Linked DNA regions of Mus musculus: region 2 is linked to region 1. A link is a contact called in public HiCAR-type data. All regions are on one chromosome and are shown on one strand. Each heading gives the region's core, a stretch centred on a gene start, on an enhancer-like site or on the middle of the called end of the contact. The rest is flanking DNA. Distances are from core to core; before and after follow the strand shown.

The links. HiCAR-type assays count read pairs that join an accessible place to other places.
Region 2: a HiCAR-type map of astrocytes shows a contact between it and region 1, with 2.8 times the contacts expected there. The contact joins the promoter of L3hypdh here to the promoter of Arf6 in region 1. A contact is called at or near these places in 1 of 39 promoter capture datasets (liver) and 1 of 115 datasets of contacts at active chromatin or transcription factors (astrocytes).

Annotation. Positions count from the first base shown.
Region 1 is chr12:69,369,779-69,376,430 of GRCm38.p6, reverse strand. It overlaps Arf6 (ADP-ribosylation factor 6), which reads right to left and starts at 4,281. Exons shown (of 2, transcript NM_007481.3): 1 at 4,208-4,281; 2 at 451-4,107. The coding sequence starts at 3,637. The coding sequence ends at 3,110. It also overlaps the pseudogene Gm18113.
Region 2 is chr12:72,079,843-72,086,602 of GRCm38.p6, reverse strand. It overlaps L3hypdh (L-3-hydroxyproline dehydratase (trans-)), which reads left to right and starts at 1,290. Exons shown (of 5, transcript NM_026038.2): 1 at 1,290-1,954. The coding sequence starts at 1,447. Jkamp (JNK1/MAPK8-associated membrane protein) reads right to left here and starts at 764. Exons shown (of 7, transcript NM_024205.2): 1 at 420-764. The coding sequence starts at 423.

The sequences.
Region 1 (6,652 bases), core at 3,032-5,531:
GTACTTTCAAAATGCTAAAACTGTAATTTGGGTGGGGGTTGGGGGAGGGCAACAACAAAAAAAGATTCCTGAGGCCTGAGGTGGAGTTGGTAGCACAGGCTTGCAGGATGAAGCAAGCAAGGAGCACAAGTGCAAAGTGCACTGGAACAACTTATCAAGTCCCTATCTCAAAAAGCAAAGCAAAAGGGGTCAGGGATTCACTGTGTGATGGAGGGCGGGGGACCTAAATATCTTCAACTGCTACTGTACCCTCAGTTGTCAAAAGCCCGGTGAAACTAAAACAGGGAACACCTTAAACAGTCACTATTTAGGGGAGAAAAAAATCTTTTTATCTTTTATCGTAAGAGCCAGACTGAAATTCACTTTTATACCATATATCCCTGGAGAATAACATGGCCCAAGATACCAATACATCCCACTTATCTACTCCAAGTAACATAACCAAGAAACTGCACTGTGTAATTCCTTTATTTTCTGCATGTTAGTGCTTCAGCAACACTACAACCATAAAGAACAATTTCCAAGTACTGCACTTTTTTTAGCTGGGGGAGGGGATCACAGTCTACAGACTCATTTACTTATATTAGACAAGATTTACCTCATTCAAAACTTACTGCATGTTTATAAATTCACACAAATACAGAAATTGATGCAATTAAAACAAAATCTTTAGATTTTTTTTAATCCTTCCATTATAACTTTTTCTGCAGGCTCTAATTTTTGCTTCATAATCACCAATGGTTATGGTTTGACTTAACTACATCAATTATAAATCTCTTAAAGTCTTAAAGAAATGTAAGTGAAAATTACAATTTCTTTCCAAAAGGTTTAGGGTTTTCAAATTTCAAATATGTCTCCCCCCCTCCCACCTCTTCAGATATCTCAAATAAGCTAAAAATAACCCATCTCACCTGCAACATTCAGTAACAGCAATCACTTGTATAAAATTTTAACTATGCCCCCAATTATTTTAAGACACAAAAAAATGGCTGTCTACCAATCTGTCTGTCACAAGTAGAACACTACATTTAAGAATCAACATGAGGGTTTCAAGTTTCCTCCAGTTTAGGCATTTATACCTTTGTGCTTATTTTGTTTCAGGATGTTACTATAGCATTGATATTTGTATAACCATATTTATGTACCTTAGAATGTAATCATTTAAAACACTAAGAATTACATTTACGGTGGAGCTTTGGGAACTGTAAAAGCAACTAAAATGTTCTTAAGTGAGTCCGCCTCATTCCTAGAGATGCTTCTATTAATGTGAAACTGAGGCCGTTAGGCTTTAGTTGCGTCTTGAATCAAAAATCCCTCTGCACCAATAGGAGCCTACAACATAGCACCTTTTCTCATCTGCTTTAGGTTAAATGTTTTACTTACAGCTCATTTTTGTATAGCCTCCTGCTTCTCCTACATCTTTGGTAAAAGCTCCATTATACAATATGGCCAAAACATGAAGGACCAATACTGTCCAACTTTACCATGATATCCGGCTTGATTTTAATTTTCAGACACCCTCATTAAAAAAAAAAAAAAATTCCACCTTTTCCAGTACACTGCCTGTGCAGTCTACATTTCCCAAATTCCCTAAGTTTAATTCCTTGAGGATCGCTAAATTAATCCTTAAGGCTACAGAGAAACCAGAAGCTGCTTCACAATTCGGAATGACATTAACATTTGGTTCAAAAAGTTACTATAGTGGTCTCCATCTAGTTACAGGTCCTAGCCAGATCATCTTAAGATCCGGATACAACCAGCACAATGCTTACCCTTAAAGTTAATTTACATTCATTGTCATCTGTAGGTTCTTCCCGTCCAGCCTACTTCCCCTTTGTCATCCACATCTAAGCCATTCATTCAGCACATTTCCTTCCTTACAGGAGATAGATATACTACCGAACCAACAGGATATCTGCAGGAGTAAACCCTACAATCAAGCAAAACTAAATACCTTTTTAAAATAAAACATCTTTTCCAGTGTCTTAATGGAGATGTAGATCACTCATCTATTTAAAAAATGTCATTATCTTCGGTCTAGTCAGCTGCTGTAACGTGAAAACAGGAATGTGTATTTTCTTTCCAGCTACGTTAAAGGGGCATATAATTTGACTTTTTAAATGTTTTATTAGTGAGCAAATGTTTAGTAATTTTAAAACTACTGGTCTTAAGACATTTGAAACAAGGTAACATTCCAGTTTTGTCCAAAAGTCACTTTAAAATATCTACAAATATTTCATCTGTGTGAGGCATACACCATTATTGCTCCATTTTCTGGAAAGAGTATTTTTAAAGGTAAGAAGAGGGAAACAGCGAAGTTGCTAACTTTGCAGTGGAAGAGACCTGTAGGCTTTACAGGCTGCGCTGCTTGTTCTAGGCGGCAGTTAGCTAGGGTGAAGGGAGCTCGAGCTGTACTCCTCCTCATGCACGTTAATGGCTGACACTGCCAGGGGCTCCTGACATTACCTGTCTGACACACTCATGTGCAACTGGAACATTACACTGCTATTACTCATTATCTTGCCACTGTGGGCTTAGTTCACCATACTGGTCTTGGCTATAAAAGGTCACATTTGAAACTGCTAAAGTTAGCGCTAAGGAGGAAGGGGGGGGAGGCCTTAAATATAAAAGACAAACGGCAGTTTGATTAAGCAATAATTTTCAGTTTACTAGATGAAACAGACTTGGAACATAGTCTGCATGAATGCAAAATAAGCCATCTACAGCAAGTGATAAGAACCTGGGCAAAAAGGAAAAAAAGCATACATGGGGGGGAAGATTCTCTCGAAATAAAAAAATCAAACCATTATTATAAAGGACTTTACCAAGAGTTGCTATTACCCCACCCCGTTTGCTGGAAGTCACAAGGCATCTAGCACTGTATTCGTGTCAAATGTCAGATCAGAGCATCCTAACGCAAAGCCAAGAGGGAAAAAAAAAAAAAAAAGGAAACAAAGAAAACCCCCAACCCCACTAAACTGTAGAACAGTAACTCCAGAGTTCAGATTCAAAAAGAGAGTGGCAATTCAAAGAGGTGATGGAGGTGGCGATAATCCTAGGAATGGGTTTTGGATTTCTCTCCTTCCGGGGGCTGGGTGGAGGACGCTCATTAGGATTTGTAGTTAGAGGTTAACCATGTGAGCCCCTCATAGAGTCCGTCCCCGGAGGTGGCACAGGAGGGCTGCACATACCAGTTCCTGTCCCGAATCCGGGTCAGGCCCAGTTTCTCCTGGATCTCATGGGGTTTCATGGCATCGGGCAGGTCCTGCTTGTTGGCGAAGATGAGGATGATGGCGTCCCTCATCTCCCGGTCATTGATAATGCGGTGCAGCTCCTGGCGGGCCTCGTCGATGCGGTCGCGGTCGGCGCAGTCTACCACGAAGATCAGACCCTGGGTCCCGGTGTAGTAATGCCGCCAGAGCGGCCGGATCTTGTCCTGGCCGCCCACATCCCACACGTTGAACTTGACGTTTTTGTAAGTCACCGTCTCCACGTTGAAGCCCACCGTGGGGATGGTGGTCACCGATTGGCCCAGCTTCAACTTGTACAGGATCGTTGTCTTGCCGGCTGCGTCCAGGCCCAGCATGAGGATCCGCATTTCCTTGTTCCCGAAGATCTTGGATAGCACCTTCCCCATCGCGTCGGAAGAGCCGGGGCCGGGGGCATTCAGGTGTCCCGGGTCCCCTCAAGCCTACAACGCCGCCGCGAGCCCGAAACGTCGCCGCCCCGCTGCGAGGACGCCCTGCGGCCTGCGCGAAGCTGCCGGCTAGGGGAGCAGGGGCCCGGCCTGCGCTCACTCGGGCATCGCCCGCCGCCGGGGCCCTGCGTCTGCGCCGGGAGAGCCGCCGCCCTGCTCAAGCGAGGCGAGGCGAGGCGCGGCCGGCCCGGAACTGCCCTTCCCCCCCGCAGGCGCCGCGCGAACGAGCGAGCGAGCAAGCGCCGCCGACAGCTCCTCCGCCGCCTCGGCACGCGCCGGCTCCAACTGCGGCCGGCCTGCCGGCCTGCGAGCACCGGACTCGGCACCGACCCCGGTCACCACCCCGACGACGAGCGCGGCTCGGCGCCCGGTCAGGTCATGGATCCTCGCGGGAACTCGCGGGTGCTCGCCTGCAGGGACACAGAGAGGGAGAAGGGAGTTACCGCCGGGCCTCCGAGGGGGCGCCCAGACCGACGCGGCCCGCCTTTCGGGCTCGGCCCTTGAGGTTACCTCCAGCCGCCGCCCCGAGCGCGGGTTCCCTCCGGCCTCCACCTCCTCCTCCTAGCTCTGCTGCCGCCGCCGCCGCTGCCGGAAAAGGCGCCGAGGAAACCGCCTCACTTCCCCTCCCAACTGCGCACGCGCGCCTCGGCCCGACCGTTCGGAAGAGCGCGACCTCTGAAAGGAGAGTGGCCCGCGCTCTCGACGTCACGAGCGCCACGCGCCGGGGGGCGGGGCTACGGCGGCTCCCGGGGCTCAACGCCGGCGCCTCGCGGAACCTGCTGGCGTGGGGCTGGCCGTGTGCCCACCTGTCGCTCTACCCGGGGTCTCCGCGGGTCTCCTTCTCCGCCACTCGAAGGCGGGGCACGGATCCACCGAGGGCGGGCTTCGTCGGCCCTTAGGACCGGCGCCCCAGCCACGCTTCCCAGGCTCGCTCCCGGACCCCCTGCGCGAAGCCCCTCCCGCTCTCCCCAGCCTTCCTTCAGTTTCCTGGAAGACACGTGGGAGGCCAGTGTTCCATAGAATCCGCCAAAGTAGCCCGCACTTTTTGTACTCGAGTTGGGTCTGCCCCTAAGCCCTGCCTTTGAAAGTTTAAACTCGTTCTTTATAAGTCTGGTCTGAACCGCCCGCATTTCTTAAGAAACAGACTATCAGGGCCGACGAGATGACTGTGGGTAAAGCCTGCCACCGAGAGGGCGGACCCGCCTTCGTTCCCCAGGAAGGAGAGAACCAACTCCCTTGAATTGACTTCTGCTCTCCACGTACTATAAGGAAACTCTTTGGGTTTTGTTCTTATTTTCAAATACTTTTTTTCATTTAGTGTGCGTACGCACGGAGAGAGGTCAGAGGACAACCAAAGTCAGTTCTCCCCTTTCTTCATGTGGGTCCCAGGTATCAAGTCAAGCTTGGCGCCCGACGCTTTTACCTACTAAGCCATCTTGCTGGACCAGGAAACCTTTTTGTATTAAACGGATAGTGTTAAGGTTAAAGTAAGGTGAAATTTTTAATAAAAATAAACACGGGGAGAAAACTTAAGTTCAAGGAAGTTGCTACAACAGCATATGATAATATACTGTTTTTATTTTATAATTAAAAAAAAAAAAAAAGGAAGTCATCTGGTACAGCTCACACCTGTACCAGAAGTGATGAGACTGAGGCAGAGAGGGTCGCTGTAATTCTAGGTCAGTCTAGGCTAGAGAGTGTGCCACTCTATTTAACAAGTACTGGCCTCACAGTCGCTCAGGGTTATCTGAAATTATTCTCCAGCCTCCACCTCCCAGGACAGGGGTGACCCAATGGAGCAACAGGTATTTGAAACCACAGCAGGCTTTTTACTTGACTGAAGATTCGAACTCTGGAACTTACTGCTTACAAAGCAAGTGCTTTTTAATGCACCAAGCCATCTTCCCAGCCCCAATAATAAATGATTAAAGAATAATTATAGTACAAAACAAATAGCAATAGTCAGAAACTAGTCGCCAATAGTAAGAATTAAACTCTCTATGCCATGCTTTAAAAAAAATAGGTCAGTTTGGGGCTGGTTGATACTGCTCAGTGATTAAAGCACTTGTCACCCACCCTGACTTGGAGGACACCAAGCAAAATGTAATTTAAAGACATTCAAGGTGGTGTATGCCTTTAACCCCCGCACTGGAGAGACAGAGATTGATGAATATCTCTGAGATTGAGGCCAACCTGGTGTACATATTGAGCTCCAGGCCAAGTCAAGGTTACAAAGTGAGGTCCTAGCTCAAAAAAAAAAAAAGGTAAATTTTAAAATATTCCAAACACTTCCAAATAGTAATAATTTAGGCAACTATTAAACCATACCACAGATGAAACATCTTATTTTCTTGACCCCTTCTAGAGAATAATTTTTATTTGATGTTTCTATTATATTAATTGTACATAATCATTTTGCCCTCAAATGTGTATATAATGTTTTTCAGTTATTCTCCCCCTCTGTCACCTTCCCTTGCTCCCTTTCACTGACTTCCTTTTTAGTAGCCCCTTCTACTTTCATGCCTTTTTTTTTTTCTTTTACATTTTTGAGACACAGTGATTTCCTTAGTGTTGTTTATGGGAACATGGCACCTGACCAGTGGCTCCACCACTTACAACCTGCCTCTCCCTCCCCTTTCAACTGTTAGCTGCATATAAAATGGCTCTCTAAGGAGTACCTTGGCAGGCAAGAGCAAGCGTGTGGTGAAAGGTTGACCGATTTTCTAAGAAAGACTGGTGTGATATGAAAGTTCCAGCTAGTATTAAAAACATTGGGAAAACGACGGTCACAAGGGACTCAAGGATCCAAAACTGTATCTGCTCAAGAGTCCTACGTTTGAAGTGAGCCTTGAAGATCTACAGAATGATGAAGTTTCATTTAGAAATTTTAAGCTAGGGCTGGAGAGATGGCTCAGCGGTTAAGAGCACTGACTGCTCTTCTAGAGGTCCTGAGTT
Region 2 (6,760 bases), core at 41-2,540, 2.7 Mb before region 1:
TCGACTAAGGCTACAAGGACAAACCCTGTCTTGAAAAACAACTATTACATTTGAGGTTGAAAAAGCAAGTCTCGTGGCAATTAGGTTCTGCTTCCTTGTCCTGTTCTAACTCTGCTTCTAATTCTGAAGTCAACCACCAGGAATGCTTTCCTGGACAAGAACAAAGGGACTGAAGGAAGGGACACAGGAAGAGCACAACAAAGACTCAGCCTTTAATTCTGCACAAGCGCTCTTCTCCAGCCATTCTGGAGCAGACCATCCCAACCCCGGGAGAAGTCAGTGCCTGGGCTCAGCGCAGCCAAGGGCCAGGCTGCTCGCTGCAGCAGAGCTGTCGGCCCGATGGCGAGCCCAAGACAATGCGAGGAAAAGCAATAGGAAAAAAGGACAGAGACACGCCCGCAGCCTAATCGACCACTTACCCATTGGCCACACTAGGTTCCCCTGAGAAGCCGGGGATCAGCGGGTCCGAACGCAGCGCCCGAACATCCGGGCCACAGCGCTCTCAGCCGCTCCGCCTCCCGCTAGCCTGGCAAGCACGCTGGAACCCCGCCCCTGCTACATTCGGCTCCGAGTCCCGCCCCACCACCGCTTCCCCCGCTAGGGGTGTCGGGGGTGCACGCGGCGGACTTCCAGGCCTAGGATTCCCAGAAACCTAGTTTCCTAATCTAGGCTTGGAAGCCTCTCTCTCTCTCTCTCTCTCTCTCTCTCTCTCTCTCTCTCTCTCTCTCGCTTCCGGGTTTGAGCTCAGAGGCTCCACCTTTTCCGGGTCCAGACTCAGGTCTCGTCCCCGCCCTGCCTCCAACTTGAACTGGTCTCCACCGCCTCCAGTGTCTCTTTGAAGGGGCCCTGAGGTCCCGCCCCCGTTTCCTAGACGAAGCTCGTAGCTCCGCCCACCCCGTGCATTCAAGTCGCCGAGGCCTCGCTCCTACCCTGCATTGAGGTCTCCGAGGACCGCCCCCATCGTGCGGGCTAGTTTTCTAGGCACCGCCTCCGCAGAGTAGTCTCTGGAGCCCCGCCCCTATTTTATTGGCTCCTTTTCTAGGCCCTGCCCCTGCCGCGTGTCTAGTCTCCGAGGCCCCGCCCCCGCCGAGCAGTCCAGCCTCCGAGCCCCGCCCCGCTGCTGGAGCAAGTTCCGAAGCCCCGCCCCCTCCGTGTGTTCAAACCTCTGGAGCCACGCCCCCATTTGGGGGGTCTAGTTTTCTAATCCCTGCCCACGCTCCCTGTCCTGTCGCCCAGGCTCGCCCCTGTTGGGAGTCTAACTCTGAATCCTGCTAGCTCGGGCGCGCCCAGTCTAAGATTCCGGACGCTGGTCGCTGGGTGATCTCTGCTCGCCGGCTTGGCCCTGAGATTGCCACCGGTTCTGCGCGTTCTCCCGTTGGGTTTGGCGCTTTCTCCCTGCTTGGAGAGAGCACCACCGCGCTGTGCGGCAGTCCCTGGACGCAGACAATGGAGGCGGCGCTGGCAGTGACCCGGCTGCCCCCAAACGACCCGAGGACGCCAGCACTGTCGGTGGTGGACATGCACACAGGCGGCGAGCCTCTGCGCATCGTGCACGCCGGGTGTCCGGAGGTGGCAGGGCCCACGTTGCTGGCCAAGCGTCGCTACATGCGTCAACACCTCGACTACATCCGGCGGCGGCTCGTGTTCGAGCCCCGCGGCCACCGGGACATGTACGGGGCCATCCTGGTGCCCAGTGAGCTGCCAGACGCACACCTAGGCGTCCTGTTCTTGCACAACGAAGGCTACAGCTCCATGTGCGGTCACGCGGTGCTAGCGCTGGGCCGCTTCGCGCTCGACTTTGGACTGGTGCCCGCTCCCCCAAAAGGCGCCCGGGAGGCTCAGGTCAACATCCACTGCCCGTGTGGTCTGGTGACCGCCTTCGTAGAGTGTGAAGGTGGCCGCAGTTGCGGCCCTGTGCGCTTCCACAGCGTCCCAGCCTTTGTCCTGGCCTCAGGTAAAGGGTGAGACTCACTAGACCCGGTTGAGACAATCCGCGAATCTAACCACTGCTCTGTGGCTGAATATATCTGCGCAACTAACCCACCCTGCCTGCCCTTGCGATTAATAAAAAGGTAATTCCAAATTACTGCAAACACGCTTCAGTGTCTTTGCCTTACAGGTTTGGTGGATGCAATTCTGCTGTCCTGCTGAGCGGATCCATGCTCACAAGGCCTGGGGGGAGCTTAGAGTGGAATGCGGATGAATTGTGCGCTTCCTTTTTTTAAGATCCTCATTCCTTGCTTGTCAGGATTCATAGCCGCTTCACAGTAGACTGAAGTTAAGGACCAAAGGACAGTGTGTGTACCAGAGTTCGAGCATAGCTTAGAATATGCTTGGTAAGAACTAAATGACTCTGAAAGGCACTAAATTTGTAAGCAAAGCTATTGCTGTCCTTGTTGAGAAACAAAGTCCTTGGCTGGACACACAAGTTCACAACCCCTCAAAAGCCATCCAACCTTAGGCAAAGTTCACAGACTCCTTGACTGAGTCTGTACCTTCATTTTATCTCAGAGGTTTTTGTGGTTAGTAATGAGGGTATGAAACATTGTTAAAATTTTTTTTTCTTAAATTAATGAGTGTTCATTGTTTTATTGTTTTGAGACAGGGGGTCACTGTGTAGCCCTGGCTGGAATGGAACCCTGGAATTTCTACGTTGACTAGGCTGGCCCACTTCTTGAGTACTGGTAGATTTTTTTTTTAAAGATTTATTTATTTATTATATGTAAGTACACTGTAGCTGTCTTCAGACACTCCAGAAGAGGGCGTCAGATCTTGTTAGAGATGGTTGTGAGCCACCATGTGGTTGCTGGGATTTGAATTCCGGACCTTTGGAAGAGCAGTCGGGTGCTCTTACCCACTGAGCCATCTCACCAGCCCAGAATTTTTTAAATATCTGAAAAAAAAATATTCGTCAAGAAACAGAGACTTCAAGATATGTAGGATTGTTTCCTGGAGATACAGAAACATGGACGGGGTTTCTGGGTTCTATGGTATAGACTAAGCAGATAATCTGCATAATCGGGACATTTACAAAGAGGAGCATCCCTCTTAGGAATCAACTGGCAGCTGTTTTATCTCTCATCCCAGGTGTCCCTGTAGCAAGAGTACCCAGCATGCAACTTGCAGGGTCCATTTGCCCAGGATAGCTATGAATGTGCCCTCCATAAAAAATGTACACTTACGACGGGGGGGTGGGGGGGTGGGGGGGGGTGGGTGTTGCACGCCTTTAATCCCTTTACTCGGGAGGCAGAGGCAGGCGGATTTCTGAGTTCGAGGACAGCCTGGTCTACAAATTGAGTTTTAGGACAGCCAGGGCTATAAAGAGAAACCCTGTCTCGGAAAAAAAAAAAAAAAAAAAAAGTACATCTTTTAATCATTCATTTTTTTATAGTCTCTGAGTTTCATAGCTCTCCAGCATGGAACTTGCCACACTGGCAGGTCAGACACACTTGCCGGCTTGAGTTCTGTCCATGGAAATGTTTAATGTTTGCCTGGAAGTGAACTGGGAGCTACTTTAACCAATCTAGGAATAAGGTTACCACTGCTTTTCTCCCAAGACTTCAAGCTATGCAAAGCATTCTTAGAAAATCTGACCCTGATCCTCCTTGAATAATTAGACTCTGGATCAGTCTGGGCATAAATGACACTGTAGCTGAACAGGCTTAGGGTGGCCCCAGTAGAGGGAACACCTGTGATGAGGCGGGCCTTGGAGGAATTTGATGCCCTATGAGAGTATGGCACTTGGGAAAAAATGATTTATGGTTTAATAATAATGATAATCAGGGTTAGAATTATTATCATTATTATTGGTTTTTCAAGACCAGCCATTTAACCAGCTGGATACCTAGTTTCTCCCTAAGCAACTTGAGCAGTAGATTAAAGGGAGTCCACGAGTTTCTTCCTTCGAGCCCCGGGAGTGGCAGCAGCGGGAGTTCGTCCTGCGCGTGGCAGGAAGGGTGGTGCTGGGTCCTGTGCATTTCTGCTAGGCAAACCCGATCCCGTGCGACTTGTCTGGTATGACCAGAGGCCCCTTCCTGGCCAAGGGCGGCTGAATCCCAGCGGTTCCCAGCGCGGGGCAGAGGAGGAGGGCATGGGGGTGGAGTTGGGGTGGAGGCAAGATCCGGAAGCAGGCCTCTATCAGTGCACACTCCGACAAGCCTCTTCTTAGGAACTGAACCTGATTTTTTACGACGCCTGTCCTAGTTTCAGATCTTTTACACTTGATCTTAGTCAGAAGGCTGAGAAGCAATAGTTCCAAATCTTTTAATAAACAGACATGCTCATTAATGAGGTGCTGGAGACATTACAGATTGACCTAGTGTACCTCATTGCAAAGAATTTACATGCTATTTTGGTGGGTTTTGGTGGGGTGTTGTGGATAGATAGCCCTGGGACTAATTATATTTGATGTCAATTCTGTTCTCCGGTGAGGGACTGCGAACGAGGAATGAGTCAGCACTCAGATGAGTTCCTGTAAACCTGCTTCCCACCTTAATTTGTAAAATAAAGGAGAGCTGATGGTTGGGCAGAGAGAGAGAGAGAAGGTAAAGCAGAAAGAAAGAAAAGAAAGAGGTTTGAGACAGAGAAGGCAGAGGAGGAGGAAGAAGATGTGGAAGATGGTAGCATAGCTGTGGTAGATCTGCCCAATCTAGGCACACAGCATGTATTCATATTAAAGGGGGGGGGGGGGTCCTGGTGAGACTGCTCAGCAGTTAAGAGCACTGACTGCTCTTCCGGAGGTCCTGAATTCAAATCCCAGCAATCACCCATAATGAGATCTGAAGACAGCTACAGTGTACTTACATATAATAAATAAATAAAATCTTTAAAAAAAAAATAAGAAGGGAGTCCACTTCGAGAGACCCTACAACTGGCAGCAGCAGCAGCAGCTGTATATTAGTCTCAGGTTCATAACAGAGAAGGGTAGCCAGACCTTTAGATACTGTACTGGCTAGTTTTGTGTCAACTTGACACAGCTGGAGTTATCACAGAGAAAGGAGCTTCAGTTGAGGAAATGCCTCCATGAGATCCAACTGTAAAGCATTTTCTCAATTAGTGATCAAGGGGGAAAGGCCCCTTGTGGGTGGGACCATCTCTGGGCTGGTAGTCTTGGTTCTATAAGAGAGCAGGCTGAGCAAGCCAGTAAGTAACATCCCTCCATGGCCTCTGCATCAGCTCCTGCTTCCTGACCTGCTTGAGTTCCAGTCCTGACTTCCTTTGGTGATAAACAGCAGTATGGAAATGTAAGCCGAATAAACCCTTTCCTCCCCAATTTGCTTCTTGGTCATGATGTTTGTGCAGGAATAGAAACCCTGACTAAGACAGATACTGTACTTCCCCACTGCATTCCTTTGTGACAGCACCAAAGTTAGTGGACTTGAATGGTCCTGCTGAGGTGTGAGGAAAAGGAAACCCTACATCTTCTTCTTGGAAGCACATAAAAGCCAGGGGATGGTACTGAAAAGCGTTATCTGCCCCTTCCCATCTCAGTGGCCTTGTGTAAGAAAGTCACCATCTGTGAAATGAAGGTGTCACCAGTACTCACCTGGGAGGGCTTCAGAGTTCGCTGTAACACACACTCACACACACACACACACACACACACAATTTTGTTTATATTGTTCACTGTACCCTGGGAGGTTTACTACAGTAGACTGTAAATGATGGTGACCAAATGAGTAGTCACATCAGTGAAATTTAGAGGCTGTACAGACTGGCAATTGTGGCCCTCTGGTCCTCTTGAGATTGTCATTCTGGTCAGAAGTTAAACTTTGGCTTTCATATTAACATTCATCACGCCTACTAACCTGTACCTGATACTTTCTATGTGTTACTGCATGGAATTCTCAAAGCAACACTTGAAAGGGACATAGCAGTTCCATTTTCTGTGTGAGGGCAGCAAAGCACAACCAGGATCCAAAACCAAGCCTGGAACATCGTCTTCCTCTCATTCTTAACAGTTTTGCAATTGACAAAGATATATGTCAATGTTCTGGAAAATTCATATATCTAACCTCATTCATACCATGTGATAGATTTGAAATTTTATCCTTTTGTCTAGCTGAACTTACAAAGAAAGGCTGTTTTATTTATCTGTCCTGTAACTCTTCCATCTTCCACATGGTATACACTCTTCTGGTAGGAATGCCCTAAGGTTTAAATTGATTCCTGAAAGGAATCAATTTAAAATCCTAGTGGCAAAAGGAAAGACTTTGAATTTGGATGGAGATCTAAATACAGGTTACATATTTCAGGGGAGCGGGCTGAGACTTCACATCAGCTGCCTCTGAGTTTGACTCCAGGCTCTGCCATTTACTTGGTGGGCATCTCAGAAGAATAGGAGTATCTTAAAGGTATCTTAAATAATAGTACCTCCCTCTTGGTGCTGAGGTAATTAAGGAGATGGTGTAGGTAATGTGTCTGGGATGCACTCGTGGTTGAGTCTCTTTATTTCCAATGTCCCCAGATAAGTGATTTTAAAAGAACAGCAGCAGCCAGGCATTGTGCAGACCTGCAAGCCCAGTGCTAGTGGGGTGGGCATGAAAAAATTGTTTGGCATTAAAACTGAAGATAACCAGTTTGTGAATGCCATTCAAGTCCTCCTCAAGGCCTTCTGCATTAGTGTGTATTCCTTTGTAGTGCTCACAGGAGGATGTCCCAGAGTTTCCCATCTCTTAGTCACTCTGTATTTCCTACAAAAGAGCCTCCCAGTAGTTAACAGATAGTGTATCTAATCGGATGTTTCTAACTGAAACATCCA